Regions from separate parts of the Sus scrofa genome. Here region 2 is linked to region 1. Evidence: chromatin contacts called from public HiChIP or PLAC-seq data. All regions are on one chromosome and are shown on one strand. Each heading gives the region's core, a stretch centred on a gene start, on an enhancer-like site or on the middle of the called end of the contact. The rest is flanking DNA. Distances are from core to core; before and after follow the strand shown.

Region 1 (4,327 bases), core at 1,247-3,746:
TTGGCCACTCGCTGTCATGGACACCAAAATGACAGCTAGCTAGGCTGCACAGGTGTTACTGCTCGCATTCCTGGCTGACATCCGCTGGGTCCTGGCTGGGCCGGACAGCAAGGCACTCGCTTTGAAAACCCTCCTGCAGGCCTGGTGCTGACCAGCAGGCTTCCATCGCCATTCTCTCTAACACACGCACGCACCGTCCGCCTTCTCTGCAAGGTGTCCTCAGCGGGGCTACTCACAGGAAATGCCAAGCACCTCTCCTTATAGCTTTGGACTAACCTTTTATGAGTGCCTGCAGGGTGCCAGGGGCTCATTCTGGCCTCCAGTTAGCCATCCCATTTGTTTCTTAAAATTTCTCTAGAAGAAGAGTTTCCGTTGTGGCGCAGTGGAAACAAATCCAACTATTAACCATGAGGCTGCGGGTTTGATTCCTGGCCTCGCTCAGTGGGTTAAGGGTCCTGTGTTGTCGTGAGCTGCGGTATCAGTCACAGATGTGGCTCAGATCTGGCGTGGCTGTGGCTGAGGCGTAGGCCGGCAGCTGCAGCTCTCATTAGACCCCTCGCCTGGGAACCTCCATATGCTACAGGTGTAGCCCTAAAAAGACAAAAAAAAGAAAAATTACTTAGAAGAGAAATGTAATCCATTGAGGTTCAGAGAGGCCTAGTTAGTTGCCTAAGCAGAGACAGCATTAGAATGCCAGCCTGGGTATTTCTGCTGTGGTGCAACTGGCTAAGTGTCTGGCATTGTCTCTGGTGGCATGGGCTTAATCCCCAGTCCAGTGTGGTGGACTAAGGACCTGGCATTGCTGCAACTGTAGCATAGATCACAGCTGTGGCTCAGATTCAATCCCTAGGAACTTCCATACGCCTTGGGTGTGGCCATAAAATTGTTTTTAAATTTTAAAAAAAGAATGTCAGCCTGTGTGAGCCCAAAGCCAGCACTGTCTCCATGGCCCCCTGTGCCACTCTGCAGAGAAAAGCCAGAATAAGCCCACACATGGCCGTGCCAACCACAGTGCTAGTGATGATAATTGCAGCTAACATCTGTCTCTTGCCCCCTGCTGCGAACTGTAATCCATGCCTTCCGTACGTTTCCACACAGACTCCTCCTTCCCACGAGGTCATCAGTGTTTTTATTCCCATTTTACAGATGAAAAACACTGGAGGTTCAGAGAAAATTTTGTCCAAAGGCAGCAGAGCCCCTGGCTTGGCAGATCCGCACCCCAGGGGTTGAAAAACCAGGTACCCAGTGGTTCATCCGGACACTGGCATATTTTTCAGGCCTGGAAAGAAATGAGCTATGAAGCCATGAAAAGACATGGGGAAAACTTAAATGCATATGTACGGACTGAAAGAAGCCCATCTGGAGAGGCTGGATACTGTATAATTCTCCTTCCATGACATTCTGGAAAAGGCAAAACTATAGAGACAAGAAAAAGAACAGTGGTTGCCTGGGGTGCCGGGGCTTGGTGAGGGATGGATGGCTGAACAAGAGGATTTATAGGGCAGTGACACTCTGATACTCTGGTGGTGGATGCGTGTCATTTTCCGTTTGCCCCGTACAACACCCAGAGGGAGCAACACCCAGAGGGAGCCTTAATGTAAACTGTGGGCTTTGGGTGATAATGTCAACAAATGCCCCACCCTGGCGGGATGTGGACAATGGGGGAGACCGCATGTGTGGGGGCAGGTATATGGAAACGTGTCTGTACCTTTTTTTTTTTTTTCTTTTTTTTGTCCTTTTAGGTCTGCACCCACAGCATATGGAGGTTCCCAGGCTAGGGGTCTAATTGGAGCCGTCGTCACCAGCCTACACCACAGCCACACCATATCTGAGCCACATCTGTGATGTACACCACAGCTCACGGCAACGCCAGATACTTAACCCGCCGAGCGAGGCCAGGGATCGAACCCTCAACCTCATAGTTCCTAGTCGGATTCGTTAACCACTGAGCCAGTGGTTAATTCCTGCCTGTACCTTCTGTTCAGTTCTGCTGTGACCCTAAAACTGCTCTAAACAGTGGTCTGTTTTTAAAAAAGCAAACAGGTACACAATGCCCTCGTTTCGGTGCCTGAGCCACCACCAGCCTGACCCCCGGGACGGTGTTCTTCCCACCCACCCCTACAGCAACGACGTGGGGGCCATGGCTCTGCAGAGTGTAGGGCTTCCCTGGCTGGGTTACCAGGGGGGGTGGCAGGCCTGCCAGGGGGCTCTGCCAGGGCGTGGACTGATCCTCGCCCTGGGGGAGGAGGCGGGGGGAGGTGAGGGAGGCGATAACCGCATTCTTTGGTCTTCATTCCCCGGGACAGCATGTGCTCAGGGAGGCTGGCCTTGCCCCTGCCGGGGCATTGCAAAACTCAAACGCAGTTGAATCAATGTCCTTTGGAAAAGTACATTTTGCTCTGGAGCCAAAAGTAAAAGTGAAGGTTTTGCAGCCAGCACACTGAAGTCGAGAGCCATGACTCACACTGAATGGGAGGGAGGACGGCCGAGCTCAAGGCAGGCTTCGGCCCTCAGGTGCCAGGCCCTCAACCGGGACAGCGAGCGTGCTGGGAGGAGCAGCTCAGATAGCGTCAGCAAGCCTCAGACCCGCTTGCTGTTTAGAAAAGGTTCTGTCCCGATAGAGCTGTGGATAAAATGAATCACCATTAAAATCAGATTTCCGTATTGACTTGCAGTATTGGTTTAGAGATAGACTTCTCTCTAAGCCGAGGCTTTGGTAGATTTGGGGACCTGGGTGGCGTGGGAAGAGCCCCAGATGGGACTCACCAGGTAAGTCTCGCTTGTGACATTTAGGCAGTGTAGTGTTGCTTCCCGAACCTCAGTTTGTATGCCTTTAAAATGGGTCTGAGCTAAATCAGCCTTGCTGAATACCCAGGAAGCATGTTGCCAGCGCCCCCAGGCCCGTGTCCTTGGTAGGCGTTGCTAATCCATCCCAGCACATACACCCCCAATGCAGTCCCAGCCTTAGCAGCTGGGCAGCCACTAGGATTGATCCCTGAGACGAACCTTCTTGGCCACACTGGACTCCATGATCTCCAAGTCCCCTTCTAGCTCTGCAGCTTCTGCTCTTCCTCCGCCCTCTCCTATCTTTATCATCCTACTCTCCTGATACAGAAATACTTTAAGATTTAAGGCCAGGTTGGCCAACTGATAGTCCCCAGGCCAAATCAGAGCCACACAAGAAAAGTATTTCCTTTGATTTGCATACTGTTTTATTTTTAAAAACCAAAAAACCCCCAGTTGCCGTCATTTTCAAATCGGTAATTTCACATAAGACCCCAGATTTCTGGTTCTCCCTCATCTGGCCACCCCAGGGCTCCTTGTTCTGGCCGTGGGCTAAGCTGGAGGACTTTCTACCCTCTTTAGATGGGCTGTGGACCCTCCGATTGCCCCAGGCCCCGCCAGCCCGCTTCTGTCACCCCAGTACCTGCCTGGCCCCAGAGGGCATCTTCTCCTGGGGAGCGTCTACTTCCTTCGGAGACATGTGATGCCTGCTGCCTCTCACTTGGTGATGTGAGCAGCTAGCAGACGAGCGTCCAGGCCCGCTGATGCATTTAGGATGCTTACTGTTTCCTGGAGTCATTTTCAGAGGGAGAAGTGTTTTCTCTCTGAGTAATCACCCCCTGGTGAAGTGCTTTTAAATTTTTATTTTCCCATGTGGGCGCTCGTGAAAGCCAGGGCTCAGATAAGCTATTCGCTGGTGTGGAAGGCACAGGGCGAGGCAGATGGGGGTGCTGGGAGTGGGGAGGAGGTCCCCTGCCTCCCGTGGGTCTCACTCGTGACATCTCATTGTTGGGGGGTGGTTAGGAAGCCAAGCAGCTCCCTGAAGGGACTCACCTGCACATCTCAGGTGAGAACCACCACCAGTCTCCTGTGACTCAGTGGACCTCTTGCTGCTCAAAAATGATGCTCCCTACTTAAGACTGCAGTGCCAGGCAGTGGGGACCCTACGATGTCTGAGACCAGTTCCTGCCCTTGAAGAGTTCACAGCTTCAAGGGGAAAGACGCCAATAGGATTTTTTTTTTTTTTAATGACTATAATGCTATGGTAACAAGGACAGATGGGAGTTCCCGTTGTGGCTCAACGATAACAAACCAGACTAGTTAGTATCCATGATGACATGGGTTTGATCCCTAGCCCTGCTCAGGGGGTCTGGCATCTGGCATTGCCGTGAGCTGTGGTGTCGGTTGAAAATGCAGCTCTGATCCCTCGTTGCTGTGGCTGTGGCCGGCAGCTGTGGCCGGCAGCTGTAGCTACAATTGGACCCCTAGTCTTGGCACCTCCATATGTCGCACATGTGGCCCTAAAAAGCAAAAAAAAAAAAAA
Region 2 (4,639 bases), core at 536-3,035, 130 kb before region 1:
GGAGGCTCCAAACTGTGCAGCGACTTGCCTGGTTCACACAGCAATGGGGCGAGGGCCAACATCTGCACTTCTGACTGCCACTCAGAACCACACATGTAGTCACCACGAGCCATTGTTTTCTCCCTCCCTCTGCGCAGTCCACCAGCCTGACTTCGGGCTGGGCATGCAGGACGGAGGCTTGAGTCATGGTACCACCCTCCAGCAGCCTCTCATCTGACTGGGGAAACAAGCTGGCCACGTCATGTCAGTCAGGGCCATCGGGGGAGGGCTTTGAAGGCTGGTCAGAGCCCTTGAACTTTATCCCGAAGGCCATGGGGAGCCATGGAAGGGTCTGGAGCTGGAAAAGGACAAGATCAGATCGATGCCCTAAATGAGTGGTGGCCAAACACGAGCAGGCATCAGAATCCTCCAGGTAGCTTGTTCACACCGACTGCTGGGCCCCACCCCAGTTCCTGATTACTAGGTCCAGGGTGGGGCCTGGGAATTTTCATTTCTACAAGGTGCCCAGGTGACGCCGCTGCTGGCAGTGTGGGACCTAGTTTGGGAACTGCTGCTTTAGGACAACACAGAGGCGTGGAGGGTGGCGGGAGTGCCTGAGCATTTGCTGGAATAAGGGCCGCCGTGTGGGTTAATCACCCCCGCTCACAGATAATGGGACTCAGGGGAGAAACTAGCTGCACTGGGCCCCAGAGCTCTTCAGCATTGGGGCAGGGACTCCATCTTGGGGACTCGGGGCTCCAGAGGGACCCCCCACACACACACACATACTCCCCAGGCTCTGAGATGGGGCCTGAGTCGGGGCCCTTGGAGGACAGGACAGCGTGCTCTGGCCTCGGCGAGCTGCGCCATCAGCGGCCAAGTCAGAGTCCGTGAGTCAGGCAAACAGACGGGTGGGTGTTGCTGCACCCTGAGCTCCGGCCCTCTCACCCCCTGGACCCCCGGCTGCAACGAGTCTGCCCCAACTCTCTGCCCCATGGTCAGGCCATGAGCGGGTTCAATCAGGCCAGGTCGAGGCTGCTGCCGAGGGAGAGAGAGGGGTCGTCAGGACGAGCCCAGAGACCCCCCATCCCTGGAGAAGCCCCTGCCTTCAATTCCCCAAGTGGTTGCTGCAGGGAAATCAAGGCAGCATCCCTCACATCCTTGTTTTCTGGAGGGTTCTTGCCCTCAGCACCCTTGGAGGGTCCCAACCTGGAGATGACCCTCTGCCCCACATCCCCAGGAAGGGACAACACGGGGGGACCAGTAGCTGTCCTCTCTCCGTTCCCAACAAGGCTCATGCTGTCCCGATGGCAGAGTGACCCTGAGCCCCACTGGCAGGCCCATGCCCCACCTGCTGCAGGAGGCGAGATGCAACCTTATCAGGAAAATCACAATTTCCTGAGCACCTACTATGGGCCAGTCCTATGGTCAAGTATCTGCCAGGCACACTCTCATTAGCATGATAGATGGGCTGCTTATCTCCCCAGACAGACCTGAGATCTTTTTACTTTCTTTCTTTCTTCTTCTTTTTCTTTCTTTCTTCTTTTTTTTTTCTTTCTTCTTTTTTTCTTTCTTCTTTTTTCTTTCTTTCTTTTTTTTTTTAAGAGAGAGAAGACAAGAAAAATCCGAAGTACATAAGGCAAATCTTTAAAAGTTAAATAGAAGTGAGAGACGCTTGTCCGAAATATGATTTTCTGAACTCTGCCATATGCTTGAGATATTTTATGATACCATCATGCTGGCTGGGAGGAGGGAGGAGCCGGGTCTGGAGCTGGCCCAGCTCCTCGCCGTCCAGCTGCGATGGTGTAGACGGGAGCGTGTGACTCACCGAGAAATGCCAGGATGATCTGGATGTTTCTGCACCTCTGAAGTCCCCCAGCCCCTTGCCAGCTCCTGGCAAGGGTGTGTTGGGGGGCGAGCCCATCAACCAGCAGAGTAAACTGGGGTGCCAGAGGGGACACCCCTTAGCATTCCCTCCTCAGCCTCCCCACAGGGAGCACTTTGGGGATGCCAGGATTTTAAGGCATTCCTGCAAGCCCTTGTGGCTCCAGCTTAAGCCCCAGCTCCACCACCCTGGTGGCCGTGGACTTGGCCTTTGGGCTGCAGGCCCCTAATAGTGACCAAGCCAGCTCAGAGGGCCCCAGCCCCAGGACTGGCAGAAAGCACCTCGGCTGCAGAAGTGGGCTTGACTACAGCTTGTTGTGCTGTTGCTAAGGCCTGTGCTGATCAATCCGGGCCTCATGGGTATTTTCCCCCCTCTGGTTTCATGTTCTGACGGGAACTGCGCGAATCTGGAGCGAGTTCATCGCAGCCACAGCATTCCAGAGGGTGTGACGCCGCGAGTTCCTTCTTGGCCCCAGATCCGGAGTCCACACCCTCCCCAGCTGCCGAGCCCCAGCCGGACGGCGGGGGGAGCAGCTCAAACCAAGGCTGGAGGATGATTTAGAGGACTCGACCCTCACCGTCCTTTCTAGAAGCAAATGTGCCTTCCAGTGAGAAGGAAGGCTCTTTAGGGTCAGTGCTGAGTTTCTTGAGTCCACAGCTCCCGTTTCAGGTATTAAAGCTCCATCGAGTTTGTCCCAAAGACCCTCCCCAGCACAATGCCCTGCGAGCCAGACCGGCCGTCCCCCCAAATATCCCAGCATCTGGGGGTCCCCTGTCCCCTCCTTCCTGTGTCCTCCCGGCTGGATGGGCTCAAGTCAGACGAACCCTTAATCCCTTGCTGCCTGCACCCCTTCCCCCTCCCCTCTTTCCTTCAGGAAACATCCACGCTCTCCCAGGGTGTGTGCATTCGAGAGACAAAAAAGTCATACGTTTAAAAAATTATTTATACATTTAACCAAAAAAAGAATTGCAACGTGATAGAATTTCAGGTGGAGGTGAGCACTTTGAAGAAACGCTAAGGTGGGAAAGAGGCGATTAGGGTGTACACACACGAGAGAGTTGGGGTACCGTGGGTCGGGGAGGCCCAGAGGAGGCGATACTTGGGCAGAGACTGGGGCAGGGGCACCCGGGAGCTTGAGGAGAAGGGTGCATTGGGGACAGAAGGACAGGAGCAGAGGCTCCGAGGGGAACAGCAAGGAGGCCTGTGTGATTCAAGCAGGGAGGTGACGAGGGAGCAGGGGGTGGGCGCTGGACCCGGGGCTCTGGGCTTGGTGAGCTGCCTGAGAATTGGGGGTTTTCTTCCACGTGTGGGTGAGGCTCCTGGGAGTCAAATGCAGAGAAGGGGCATCTTAAGAGCTGTGTTGGTTGGTTTGTTTTTCTACATGGATTTTTTTTTCTTTTTTTTTTTTTGGTCTTTTGTCTTTTTAGGGCCACACCTGCAGCATCATATGGAGGTTCCCAGGCTAAGGGTCAAATCGGAGCTATAGCCACCAGTCTACACCACAGCTCACGGAAGCACTGGATCCTTAACTCACTGAGCAAGGCCAGGGATCGAACCTGTGCCCTCATGGATCCTAGTTGGGTTCGTTAACCACAGAGCCATGACGGGATCTCCTCTTTGCGGATTAAGAAAAAAAAAATTTTATTAAAGTACAATTGATTTCCAGCGTTCTGTCCATTTCTGCTCTACAGCAATGTGAGCCAGTCATACATGTGTAAGGCTTTGAAAGGCTCTCGGGTTGCCTGTGGGCCGAGGGTGGAAGCAGACGTACGCCCTGGGGGGGGAGTCTCCTGGTGTAGTTCGGGTGGCAGGCAGGTCAGGCCTGAGGGGTGAGCGCTGGTGGCCTGCGGAGGGGGGCTGGTTTCAACTGCGTGTTGGAGGGACAGCCTGCGATACAGGCTGCAGGGAATGAGAGAGGGAAGAGGAAGTCAGCAGCTGCTCAAGGGCTGCGGTGAAGCCCCTGGCGGGGGCAGGGGAGGGAGGAGGGAGGCTGCGGTGGGACAGCAGAATGCGAGCAGAGCAGGTTCATGGGGGCAAAATCAAGAGCTTGGTGTGGGTTCCAGACGTCGTGGAGCCTTGCGAGCCATGGAAACGATAAACAAACTCACTCTGGGTTGGTTCTGAGGATAGCAGAGGAGCCATTGGGTTTTAGGCAGAATTCCAGAACATTCCAGATGTTCTCTCCTTGGGGGAGCTTCCTGGTACAACTGGCCTATCCCTGGTCAAGTTATTTCATCTCAGAATCTTGACTCAGTTTCCCCAGTATTTGGTTTCACTCTTAAGAGATTTCCTTAGGTGCCCGACACTATGCTGACACCAGGACCAGCACTATTGCATGAATTAGGAGGTACAACTAATTGCCTGAATTAGCCTTTAACCACTGCACAGCTTCACAGAGGAGGAGACAGGCACAGAGAGGGCCAGTTACTTGCCCAAGGTCACACAGCTAAGAAGCTGGGCTTCAGACCCAGGCAGCCTGGCTCCAGAGTCTATACGTCAAACCACTGCACTCTACTAGCTGACTCTTTTATCATTCCCGACCCACCCCCAACCAACCAACACACACACAACACACACACACACACATACACGCACGCATGCATGCACGCACATGGCACTGCAGCTGTGCACGTAGAGACCTCCAGGAGAACCTGTGTGGAAGATTATACTCCAGCCCGGTTTTATCTTCAGGCCTCCTCTCTCTGTGTTTATTAATTCACTAAATAAATATTTATATGTGAAGGCAGGGCTGGGGGCTGCTGAGAAGCTGCCATG

Evidence for each region. HiChIP or PLAC-seq counts read pairs in DNA pulled down with a chosen protein or histone mark.
Region 2: a contact with region 1 is called in an H3K27ac HiChIP or PLAC-seq map of skeletal muscle. The contact joins two enhancer-like sites. A contact is called at or near these places in 6 of 47 Hi-C or Micro-C datasets (embryonic fibroblasts, epiblast stem cells, mesenchymal stem cells and 1 more) and 2 of 2 datasets of contacts at active chromatin or transcription factors (alveolar macrophages and skeletal muscle).

The regions. Positions count from the first base shown.
Region 1 is chr16:51,366,265-51,370,591 of Sscrofa11.1, reverse strand. All of the region lies in intron 1 of ERGIC1 (endoplasmic reticulum-Golgi intermediate compartment protein 1), which reads left to right. Among named protein-coding and RNA genes, the nearest start is that of ERGIC1, 35 kb to the left of the region's middle. Within about 2 kb of position 2,496, at least 40 of the 83 cell types and tissues checked have an H3K27ac peak or open chromatin away from gene starts, as enhancers often do. A contact at or near this core is called in embryonic fibroblasts and skeletal muscle, where this site is marked.
Region 2 is chr16:51,496,272-51,500,910 of Sscrofa11.1, reverse strand. No RefSeq gene overlaps it. Among named protein-coding and RNA genes, the nearest start is that of TRNAE-UUC, 22 kb to the right of the region's middle. Within about 2 kb of position 1,785, at least 43 of the 83 cell types and tissues checked have an H3K27ac peak or open chromatin away from gene starts, as enhancers often do. A contact at or near this core is called in embryonic fibroblasts and skeletal muscle, where this site is marked.